2 separate regions of the Triticum aestivum genome follow, and region 2 is linked to region 1. The links are chromatin contacts, called in public Hi-C maps. All regions are on one chromosome and are shown on one strand. The core of a region is the stretch at or near the end of the contact, and the rest is flanking DNA. Distances in the headings are between cores, read along the strand shown. Region 1 holds the start of LOC123054929 (APETALA2-like protein 5). Region 2 has its middle 85 kb from the start of LOC123056041.

Region 1 (5,707 bases), core at 2,228-4,727:
AAGGAATATTTATTTGCCATGACGAAAGCAATAGCAACAAAACTGAACGATCATTATGCTAAGCTAACGGATGGGTCTTGTCCATCACATCACTCTCCTAATGATGTGATCCCGTTATCAAATGACAACTCATGTCAATGGTTAGGAAACCTTAACCATCTTTGATCAACAAGCTAGTCAAGTAGAGGCTCACTAGGGACACTGTGTTTGTTTATGTATTCACACATGTATTTAAGTTTCCGATCAATACAATTCTAGCATGAATAATAAACCTTTATCATGAATAAGTAAATATAAAATAACAACTTTATTATTGCCTCTAGGGCATATTTCCTTCAAAGAGGTGCTTTGTGATGGGTTCGATCTTACGGTGCTCAATCCCAGTGACAGAAGGGGAAATGACACGTATGTATCGTTGCTATTAAGGATAACAAGATGGGGTCTATTCCTACATGAATAGATCTTGTCTACATCATGCCATCGTTCTTATTGCATTACTCTGTTTCTCCATGAACTTAATACACTAGATGCATGCTGGATAGCGGTCGATGTGTGGAGTAATAGTAGTAGATGCAGGCAGGAGTCGGTCTACTAATCTTGGACGTGATGCCTATATAATGATCATTGCCTAGATATCGTCGTAATTATTTGAAGTTCTATCATTTGCCCAACAGTAATTTGTTTACCCGCCGTATGCTATTCTTCTCGGGAGAAGCCACTAGTGAAATCTATGGCCCCCGGGTCTCTTCTTTATCATATTTGCCTTCATGATCTATTTTTATTTGCTTTTATTTTCAGATCTATTAATCCAAAAACCCAAAAATACCTCGCTGCAATTTTTTGTTATTTATTTTATCTCGCGTTCCCGCGAGATCTATTTATCCAATCTACTACAATTTTATCTATCTTTTTACCCGGGAGGGATTGACAACCCCTCTTTTACGTCGGGTTGCAAGTATTTGTTCTTTGTGTGCAGGTACCGTTTACATAGTGTTGTGTGGTTCTCCTACTGGTTCGATAACCTTGGTCTCATCACTGAGGGAAATACCTATCGTAGTTGTGCTGCATCATTCTTTTCTCTTTGGGGAAATACCAACGTAGTTCAAGCCGCATCAGCAACCACCAAAGCAATAGAACAACGAAAAGTCTAACGCCCACACGTGTGGGTGTTTGCATCTCGCCCACACGCGTGGATCCGCGTCCGTTTGTTAGCGCACGAATCTTGGCATGTTTCTAGTGCCACGTAGGACTAGGCTGGTGTGTGGGCATTCACCCGGTCGCCCACACGGCCGTTTCACCACACGGGAGGGGCTGGTGTGTGGGCGTTCAGCAGTTCGCCCACACGCCACTTTCCACTCACGCACAAGGACTGGTGTGTGGGCATTTGCCATCTCGCCCACACGCCCGTCTCATCTCCCACACCCAAGTTGCCACTTGCCATGTGTTTTGCACTGTACATGGCAACTTCCCTAGTGTGCTTTATAAGCAGGTGGCAACTCTCTCTTTTTTTTACCCGAATATGTCAGTTGCCATGTATTTTTGCAGGGTACACGGCAACTGCCCTAGTGTGCTTGTAAGCAGATGGCAACTCTCTCTTTTTTACCCGAACATGTTGTTTTGCCATGTCTTTTTGTAGCACTACACGGCAAATGCCTAGTGTTAGTAGGTGGCAACTCCTAAGGTTTTCAAATCATGGCAACTGTAGTAAACCAGACCATACATGGCAACTTCCTAGTGGTAAACCAGACCATACATGGCAACTGCCTAGTGATAAACCAGACCATACATGGCAACAGCCGCAGCTGCCCAAAAATGGCATCTGAAACTTTTGACATTAGATGGCAACTACAGTTGAGCAACCATGGCAACTGTAGTTTTCCGACATGGCAACCGAAGTTCAGCGACATGGCAACTGCAGTTAAACGAACATGGACGAGGGTCTGGACCATGGCAACTGCGGGACGCGCGGTGACTGTCACGCGGGGCGTGCGGGACCATGAGGTACGAGGCCTGACGTACGGGCGTGTGGACGTTATCTATTTCGCCCACACGCACGCGTGTGAGAGGGACCGGGGGGAAAAGAGGTGTGTGGGCATTACTTGTTTTGCCCACACATAGGTGTGTGGGCTGTTTCTTCTCCATGCCACACGAGGCGTGCGGCACAACCACCCGATACACCACACGTGTGGCAGTTATTGGTGTCCTAGAACAAATGTTAGCTCTGCAGCTAGGTCACAAGCAAGGGTTGTAGGTCCATTACTGTTCGGCTTGCGACCGAAACTAACGGAGTCATCCCAATTCTCCGATCGGAGATGCTAACGGGACAAGAATCAACGTGGGTGCGGGCGCCTCAAACCGGTGCCAAATACCCGGACAGGTGGACCGGTCACTGACCGGTAAAAAACTCGACCCACCCGGGCGCCTCATACCAACCTTAAATGCCCGGGCTGTCTGGTGTCCCTCATATCTAGCCCAAATGTAGGGCAGATATGGGGAAGCTAGGGCGTGTCTACCACGTTAGCCTGGCTCACCACTGACCCCACGCCGTCCCCACAAAAGAAACCCAACCCAGGCTCACTCACTCTCCTCTCTCGCTCCGTCCCCTCCTCTCCCCCTCTCCAAATCCATCCCAAATCCGACAATGCCGGTGACATGTCGAGCTCCGGCAGCCACTCGGACTCCGACCTCAATGTCGACGAGGAGTTGGCCCTCCGCATTGCGCTAAAGCGGTCCAAGGTGGACAGGGGGGGGCAACTTTGAATCTGCCCCATCTCCGCTCCCGCTCCCGCGCAACACGGACGTTGGAGCTGGCCCCTTCTGGCTTGCGCGTAGCTCCGCGAGGGTTGCGCAGTCTGCGCCGCCCCCACGCCGTCCTCTTCCCCCGTGGCCCGCTGCTCCACAAGGGCAACGGTGGGTGCTGGTGCCTGCGCCACCAGCCCGGAGGTGGACGCCGCCCTCCGCGAGAGGCGGCGAGCAAGGGAGAGGGACACGGCAGAGCAATCCGTGTGCCGCCGCCACGGGGTACTTGCGGAGCCCAACAAGGATGAGTGGCTCCTCGGTGTACTGCCGGTCGCTTGGCAACGGCGGAGACGGGCGCCCGGTGCCTGCGGAGGAAGAACGCGAAGTTGCTTCGGCTTGCCATTGAGAAGTTAGAGCACGAGGCGGCGGAGGCAGCTCGGGTGGCCAAGCTCAGGCGGCAGCAAGACCGAGCCGTCTGAGGGATGAAGAGTTCATCTCATCTGAGATCGCTCCTAGGACGATATATGTTAACTAGTTCACGTTACATGCATAGCATAGATATAAGGTGCCAAATATAAAGTACGCGGACATGGTATCAATTATTTGAGGCGTGACCGGTCGGACGTTGGAGGGGTCGGATTTACTGTATTGCTCTAACGCCAACATGTGCTGTGTTTACTGCCTCGTGCTCTTCCCCGTTTTTATTATAACCGCGGTCCGGCAGCCACGCACACGCCTATGCTCTCCCCTTTCCCTCCCTCACTCCGGGTGAGCTAGCTATGTTGTGTTGGTGCAGCCGCAGAAGCCTTTGCTCTTCCACCAGTCCATCCATCCATTCCACCGGGAGGAGAGCAGGACCTCTCCTTCCTTTTCCCTCCTCCTCTGCGCTCCTAGGTTAGGAGGAGGGGCTTTTCAAAGGAGAGAGCAAAAGAGAAAGTCCTTGCATACCCCAACAAGGCAACCCGCTGCTGCCTTTTTCTCCCTCTCCCCTCCCCTCCCCCCTTCTCTCTCTCCACCCTCTCTGCTTTCTTGTTATCTTCAGCCCAGCCAACGAGAGCAGAGCAGAGCCGAGCCGAGCAGAGAGAGGTGGACCGAAACATCGGACAGCAAGCAGGGAGGGGAGCTAGCCAAGGAAGGACGGCGGGCATGTGGGATCTCAATGACTCGCCGGCGGCCGACGCGCCGCCGCTGTCCCCGTCCGTCGACGACTCCGGCGCCTCCTCCTCGTCGGCCGCCGCGGTGGTCGAGATACCCGACGACGCCGACGACGACTCCGCCGAGGCCGTCGTCACGCGCCAGTTCTTCCCCCCGGCCGCCCCGGGCGAGGGCGCCGCCGGGAACGGCCGCGCGGCGTGGCTCCGCCTGGCCGGCGCCCCCGCGCCCGCCGTGGCCGCCGCAGCAGCCGCGGCCGCCGGAGGAGGAGTCGGAGGCCCCGCGGCGTCGGCGGCGGCCAAGAAGAGCCGGCGCGGGCCGCGGTCGCGCAGCTCGCAGTACCGCGGCGTCACCTTCTACCGCCGGACGGGGCGGTGGGAGTCGCACATATGGTAAGTTCCTCCTTCCCGCCCGCCGCCGTCTCTTTCCTTTCCTTTCCTTTCCTTTCCTTTCTTGAGAGCTTAAGGAAGGAGAAGGAGAGAGAGCGCTGCAGCAGTTGCAGCAGCAGCAGCAGCAGCAAAAGAAGAGAAGAGAAAAGAAGATGGGTTTGGTATTGGATTCGTCTTGTTTTGGGCATTCCATGCCTCTGCTCCTTTTGCCTTTCATAGCAACGTCCATCTTATCAAACTTATTCTCCTCCCTTCCTTCCTTCCTTCCTTCCGTGTTTCTCTCTCTCTTCTCTCCTCTCCTCTTATCTTCTCTTCTCACGCGCTCATCTCTCTCCCCCATTCTTTTGCGCAATGCAGGGATTGCGGCAAGCAGGTCTATCTGGGTAAGTTTCCTTCATCTCCATCTTGTCCATGCATACATATTTGGGCGCGGATCGATCGCCGATTGGCGGCCGGCCGGCGTTTTTCCCGTTCCCGATTCCTCACAATGTCACCGACGACTTGCAGGTGGATTCGACACTGCTCATGCGGCGGCTCGGTACGATAAAGATTTGACATACTAGTACCAATCAAACTCTGTTCTTTCCTGATTTCTTTATCAATTATCTGCGGCCGCAGGGCGTACGATCGGGCGGCGATCAAGTTCCGCGGCATGGAGGCCGACATCAACTTCAGCCTGGAGGATTACGACGACATCAAGCAGGCGAGCCACCAGACCCGATCAATCAACACGAACAAAAGTGCTTCCTGTTAGCAGATTCGTAACGTGTTTAGCCACCCTGCTCTGCAGATGGGCAACCTGACCAAGGAGGAGTTCGTCCACGTGCTCCGGCGCCAGAGCACGGGGTTCCCCCGGGGCAGCTCCAAGTACAGGGGCGTCACCCTCCACAAGTGCGGCAGGTGGGAGGCGCGGATGGGCCAGTTCCTCGGCAAGAAGTATGTACTCCTCCTCCACCATCACTCTCCTCCTAGCTCCCTCCTCCAATCGATCACTTGGATGTCTGCTTCCTCCTGTCGTTGCACTCAAAGTGGCAGCATCTCTCTGCCGGGCGGATGGCATGGCAGTGGCACTAATGGGACTTGTGTGCAACGCAGGTACGTCTACTTGGGGCTGTTCGACACCGAGGAGGAAGCCGCCAGGTAGTAAAAACTGAAAAATTATTGGGCCGTGCACTGTGCGCGTGTCCTCCCTCCATTGCTGTTGGCCGGGCAGCCATAGCTATAGCTTTAGCTTTGCTGGGGTTGGGCGGTGAACTGATTGATGTCTCGTGTGCCTCTGGGCGCTGTCGGGCAGGTCGTACGACCGCGCTGCCATCAAGTGCAACGGCAAGGATGCGGTGACAAACTTCGATCCCAGCACCTACGCCGAGGAGTTCGAGCCCGCGGGTCAGTAATAATCCATGGACGGATGCCTCTTAATTAGCTAG
Region 2 (6,008 bases), core at 1,968-4,467, 160 kb before region 1:
TGCGCGCTATCTCGGCGCGCCGATCTGCACCGGTGGGCGCCGGAGGCACCGGGACGCCGTCGGCACTTAGCCTCCACGAGCCCGGCACCCGCATGTCCGGTGGCGACGGGTAGTCGACCTCTTAGAGGAGGCACGCCTCGTCCTCGTGCAGATGGCGGCGGCCGAAGCCGTTCGCCGCCACACAGTCGCCTGTGAAGCGCTCGGCCATTGCCGTCGATGGGGGAGAGAGGGGGAGAGAGGGGCGTTAGAGGCGAGAGGGGGAGAGAGGGGTGTCGGTGGCGAGGGCTTGTGTGTTCACGGGCGAGGGAGGCACGACTTTTATAGCCGCGGATGGGCGGTGAGAGGGCTACCGCCGTGTGTCGCGTGGCGGCAGCGGGCGAGAAGCGTGTCGCCGCACCTTCACTGCGTCGCCCGTGAGGCATCAATTGAAGGTTGACCGGCGCGGCAGCCTTGGCATTGATTCCCGCGGGAACCAAGGCGATGAGGACGACGAAGGCGGCGAGTCACTGACTCGACGGTCCCACTTCTTTTCGTGCCAAAAAACATTTCCCCCGGCGCCACGGGGCACCCCCAGCACGCCGGGTTCGGCCTGGGTCAGCCGGCATCAAATTCGACCCTAACCGACGAAAAGTAGGCTTCTGGAGACGTGACTGGACCTATTTTTCGGCGCCGGCGACAAAAAATGGTCTTGGAGGGCTGTTGGGAGGGGGGGGGGGGGGGGGGGGGGGGGCTGGAGATGCTCTTAGTCAGGGGCTCATCACCGGCGGGAGAGGCCGATCGATGCACCCATGCATGCATTTTGTGCTACCTACGGCTAGTTAGTGCAGCCTATGTAGTAGGCGTACGTAGTACTCCTACGTGCATGTGGGGCGGAGTCTTTGATTCGAATCGAAGGGATAATAGACGATAAAGGTGGTGGGCTGGTCTAGATATGTAGAGCCGGGCGAGCTAGCTATGAAGAAGCTATGTAGCTCATGGACCTCGCTAGGGTGACTCGTAGTTGGACCGTCGGAGAGGTCGCTGTAGTCCCCTCCCATGTTCCGATGGACGAGCATGCATCGGTGCAGACTATGGTTTCCTTATTCGTGTGTGGTACTAGCATGGCTTTTCCACCCAGCCCCAGCCAGCGCCATAGCTGCCCACGGGCAACAACCGCCAGATCAACTCCATCTCATGCATCTTGCATCGTCGCGGCTCAGTAAATCGGGAAAAACACCCGAGGGGGTAGTTGGTGGCCGGTATGGATTACGTACTTGAAAAAATTGTACTGCCAAGATCTCTCCGTTTCGTCACTATAATGGTCAATCGACCGGTCAAGCTCGCGTAAAGTAAAAAGAAATTTACGTGCTAGGAATGGAGGAAGGACACGATACACACATTCGCGAATTGAAGTCACTCGCTTAGGTACGTAAAAGCACCTACAGCCGGGCGCGTCCGTGGACAGTGACCGGTCATGCCTCAAATTAGGTACTTTGAATCCAAGTCTCACATATTTCAACCCCTAGATCCATACAAAGTATGCAAGAGAAATCCTACGTACTATCCTAGGTAATCTTCGTCGTCGGAGATGTCCACGATGTCGGTGCCGGGCGTCGGGTGGACGGCCGCGTAGGAGGGCTTCGACTCCTTCCCCTCCTCTTGCTCGACCTCATCCATGTAGGCGAACATCACCTCCTCCTCCGCGGTGTGCCGCGCCTCCATCTCCTGCCGGCGACGGCGTCTCGCCTCCGCATCCGACTCTGACCAAAGGGAATCAAGGATGGCATGTTGCTCCGCTTGCAGATCCGCGTCCCCGGCGTCCCCACATCCTCCTCCGGCCCCTCCTCCTCCTCCTTCTCCAACTTCTCCTCCGGATCCACTGCATCAGAGGTAGGGCCGCGACGATCCGGGCTTCGCGTCTTGCCCGGATGTGCTCAAGGAGCTGCAGCCAGCACTCCGGCGTTAGAAATGGGTGGCCCATTTATCCGGCGGTGTGGGGCCATGGCTACTAGTGATGGCCGACGTGGAGTGAAAAGTGGTGGCGGGCGGGAGAGGAAAGTGACAGCAGCAATGGACGGGCGGAGAAAAATGTGGAGGGTAGGGTTTCGGTATCGGCAGTCGGCTTAAATAGCCGGGCTAGGCACTACGCGACCCACCGAGTGGCGCCACGCGGCGACATCGGTCTGATGGAGGAGACGAGTTTTGGACCACCGGGTTTCTGGGTGATTCCGCGTGGGATCCTGACGTCACTCCGACGTGACAGGCCCGGGCGTCCGCATATTCGCCCCATATTTGAACTGGATATAAGGGGTGCCGGTTAGTCCGGGCTTTTGAGGCTCATTTTAAGGCGCCTGACCGAGTCAAAATTTTATGACCGGTTAGTGATCGGACGGCCCGCGTGAGTGTTTGAGACGGGTTTGGGGTGCCGACTGTAGAGGCTAACCCACATGCTGTTGGTCAACAGCGGAAAGGCCATGACCACTGTTTCAACAGTCCTTTGCGTAAGCATCTTCCCTAGTCTTACTGTTAAAAAAAAGGCATCTCCTCTAGTCTTTAGACCTATCGCGTTGCAGCAGAGCCTCCTTTAATCTGGCAACAGGGGAGAATATTCGTACTACGTGCTAAGTACCTCTGTTGCACGCCATGCACGGCGTCGACATTGCAACGCGAACTCGACGGATCGATCCAGCTCGTCCTACGGCTCCCAGCTACTCAATGAGCACGGCTTGTATCGATCGATCGCACGCCCGTCGCGGAGGCCGGTCTACATCTGCATGCATAGGCATGGCTCACTCCAAAGTTCTCTCAGTGTGCACAGGACTGCAGTCAGTCATGCATGACACCACCCATTTTTCTTTCCGTGTAGTGACTTTTTCGCAGAGGCAGTCCATCTACTGTCAATCAGCCCCCCGCGTACAACCAAAAGCAAGCGAGAGATTTGGGATCGTCAAGTCAAGCGTGCGTGGCAAGCACCTCGGCATGACCGTACGGCTTTGCAAATTAAGAAGATCTGAAAAGGGCGTGAGAGGAACCCGCACGGCTCGCCGGAGTTGAGTCGCCGTGTTAATCAAAGCGTCCGGACGGGATGGATCGATGGCGCCAAGACGGCGGCGGAACGAGACGACGCGGGAGGGCGGGTCGTCGCTTTCCGTTTTCAAGGACGACAACGAGCCGGTGGCCTGTACCTGTACGTGATGTGGTTGTCACTTGTGGGGGTCCGGCCGTGCCCATTGGGCAGCACCAACGCTAGCTGACGCTTTTAACGTAGTACCACGACCACGACATGGCCTGCTCATCCACGCAAAGTCGCCCTGGGGTTTCCGCGGTAGACCAACCAAACCATGAGTGGCGTGTACCACAAAGAACAAAGAGTCTCATGTGACCGTCGATTTGGAACGGTGCACATGAATGAATGAGTGAAACAGCGGAGATGCTCATTGGCCGCTGAGGGCCGACACATACACATCGCATGACAGATGCTCCCCAGCCACCTATTTGCCCGTGCGCGCCCAAATGCTCGTAACCTTAGCCGCTGACACGCAGGACCCACCGGTCAGAGCGAGGCGTCGAGGGGCCGACACCGATGCACGAAAAGAGGAGAATACCGACGCCTACTTACGTATTTTCGATACCTCCTAGAAGAGATAAGAGAAGATTTCCGCGCACATCGCCGTCGGACGTCGACGCGAACCAAATACCTGAAATCCAAGACACTGTAGGCGATCTGGACCGGCAATTATGGCCGTCCTTGTCCTGATGGCTGGACAGGTCATGAAAAATGGAACCCAGCACCGGTCTGGTACCTGGCTTATATGGAACTCCTGATCGGTACACGCGCGCCGATCGAGCTATCGATCGATCAGGCACGGACATGTGGATGTGCCCAAGTCTTTGTTGTCCGTCCGGAGGGCATTTATATATACTACACCACCACGCACCACCGGCATATTGTATTGTGGCCGACAGGGCGCAAAGGAGATGCATGTGGGTATACTACTCCTAGTTTCCGTGAAGATTCCAACCGAACGGGTGGGTTGAGCGTGACGGGTTGGTGCTCCCGGCCAGTCACGGACCGGCTGATTGATGTCAGGCCGTGGACGAGATACTCCATGGCAGCCTAATGCCTAGCGCAACAGGCCTACTACTACCGGAGCGGAGACCCTACAAAAGGGAGATGGAATTTACCGCGACGATTCCCAGTTCCCCACTCTCATTTCGGGGTCACATGGCACATGACCCAGTACGGTAAAAGAAGATGGGAGAGGGCAGGGTCTCACGAGTCACGAGTCGCACCCCCGCCGACGAGCAACAACAGCCGGCCGGCCCCCCGAGTGCCGCCCCCAAAACCAGCAGGTTGCGACGCGACGGGCGGAGGGAATCCCATTGGATCCAACCAGCTAGAGAACACGGCGGGGTTAAATTTCGTGTTTTTACCCTTTTGGATATCTTTAGCCGGATCTCTGACCCGGTTCGAAGTTTTTTTGACATCTGACCCTTCTCCTATCATCAGGGATCATGGCCGTAGGGTAGAACAGGATACCGTCATGCCTCCTGACGGTAGGCTAACGGTAGCCCAATCAAGCAGCCGTTTGCGGGCTAACGTGTCCTAGCTGCCCTACCGCCGGGGTGGACGGCGGTAGGGTACCTAAAGCTACCGCCACACCCGTCGGCGGTAGGGTCCGCGGGCGCCAGACTTCCGTGACTGAAAACGGGCGACTTTTTGCGGTAGGGTATCACATTCTACCGCCACCCCCCGCAGCGGTAAGGTGTGGCAGGCGCGCCACAGCTCTATAACCAAAACTTGGGGCCCTTTTGTGGTAGGTTTTCACACCCTACCGCATGGATCCTGGCGGTAGGTTCCCAGAACCTACCGCCATGGTACCTGGCGGTAGAGTGCTGTCTCACTTAAATTTCAATACCATTTGAATTGCAAATATGACTTCGCACAGAACAATAGATAAACACACAACAGCAACATATGAAAATATGATGACCTCACTCACACATTATATAGATAGCAAATGACCATATCCAGTAAGTTGAACATATGAAATAGGTTTCAACATACTAAAAAGGTAGTAATAAGGACAACACCAAGTAGTTCAACATGGCACAAACAGTTTAACTAAGCGAGTTCAACACGACAAGATCAGTAATTCCTCCCCTCCCCATCTTGGCGGCACGTTCCTCATTTCACTTCGAGCGGCCCTCGTCCGGCTTCTTCGGGCGACGACGAGGAACCGGTTTCTGAAATGGTGATGGGCTCAAAACATCCCGGTGCGGATGAGATACCCTCTTCGCCTGGGTTGGCTGAGTCGGTGGAGGTCCGTCATCGTCGGCGTACTCCTCCTCATCACCTCCTTCCTCTTCTCCCTCTTCCTCCTCGTTCTCTTCCCGGGTCTCGTCAACAAGGCGAGACAACGAGGCGGCATGGCTCGAGGAACCTCCGCCGGCGTGGCTCAATGAAACCAGGGCATGTGTCGACCCACCAGGGGCAGGAACAAGCACGTCAACCGAGGCAGCGCACCCAAGCATGCCGCTAGCCTGCGGTAAAGGTTCATGATCTTCTGCGAAAACAAATGTAGAAGAGAATGGCTTGGATCAGGTTTAGGGTTGCAAATAAGTAAGAACATGGCATGGATCAAATTTGTGATTGCTCGAATAGAATGCTATGAGGCTTAAAGTTACCTTCATCGCTTCCCTCAGCTTGTTGTCACCCTCCATGGTTCCGGGGTCAGAACTTAGCGCATTCGAGCCATCCAAAATGTTTCTGTTCAGCTCCGCGGCCTGCAAATCATTGATCATTAATAAGTTAGCGAGAATGACCATGTCAGCATCATCCAACTGCTGGCTCGAATGCATTTCAACAAAACTTACCACTATGTTCATCAGGGGTGAATACTCCCTGAAATCACCTTTCATTTCTTTGAGGTTTCTCTTGTAGGCTTCTGAAAGGATCGAGAAGAGGTGTCTAGAGGGGGGGTGAATAGACTCTAAGCAAGAAAAGTTGCAGTTTTTAATTTCTTCAA

What was found. A called contact is a pair of places that touch in the nucleus more often than the background predicts.
Region 2: a Hi-C map of leaf shows a contact between it and region 1, with 3 times the contacts expected there. The contact joins the enhancer-like site here to the promoter of LOC123054929 in region 1. A contact is called at or near these places in 2 of 5 Hi-C or Micro-C datasets (both in leaf).

Annotation. Positions count from the first base shown.
Region 1 is chr2D:609,707,417-609,713,123 of IWGSC CS RefSeq v2.1, reverse strand. It overlaps LOC123054929 (APETALA2-like protein 5), which reads left to right and starts at 3,477. Exons shown (of 9, transcript XM_044478805.1): 1 at 3,477-4,283; 2 at 4,638-4,818; 3 at 4,899-4,983; 4 at 5,071-5,216; 5 at 5,376-5,420; 6 at 5,575-5,666. The coding sequence starts at 3,899.
Region 2 is chr2D:609,863,645-609,869,652 of IWGSC CS RefSeq v2.1, reverse strand. No RefSeq gene overlaps it. Among protein-coding and RNA genes, the nearest start is that of LOC123056041, 85 kb to the left of the region's middle. Within about 2 kb of position 3,217, at least 6 of the 8 cell types and tissues checked have an H3K27ac peak or open chromatin away from gene starts, as enhancers often do. A contact at or near this core is called in leaf, where this site is marked.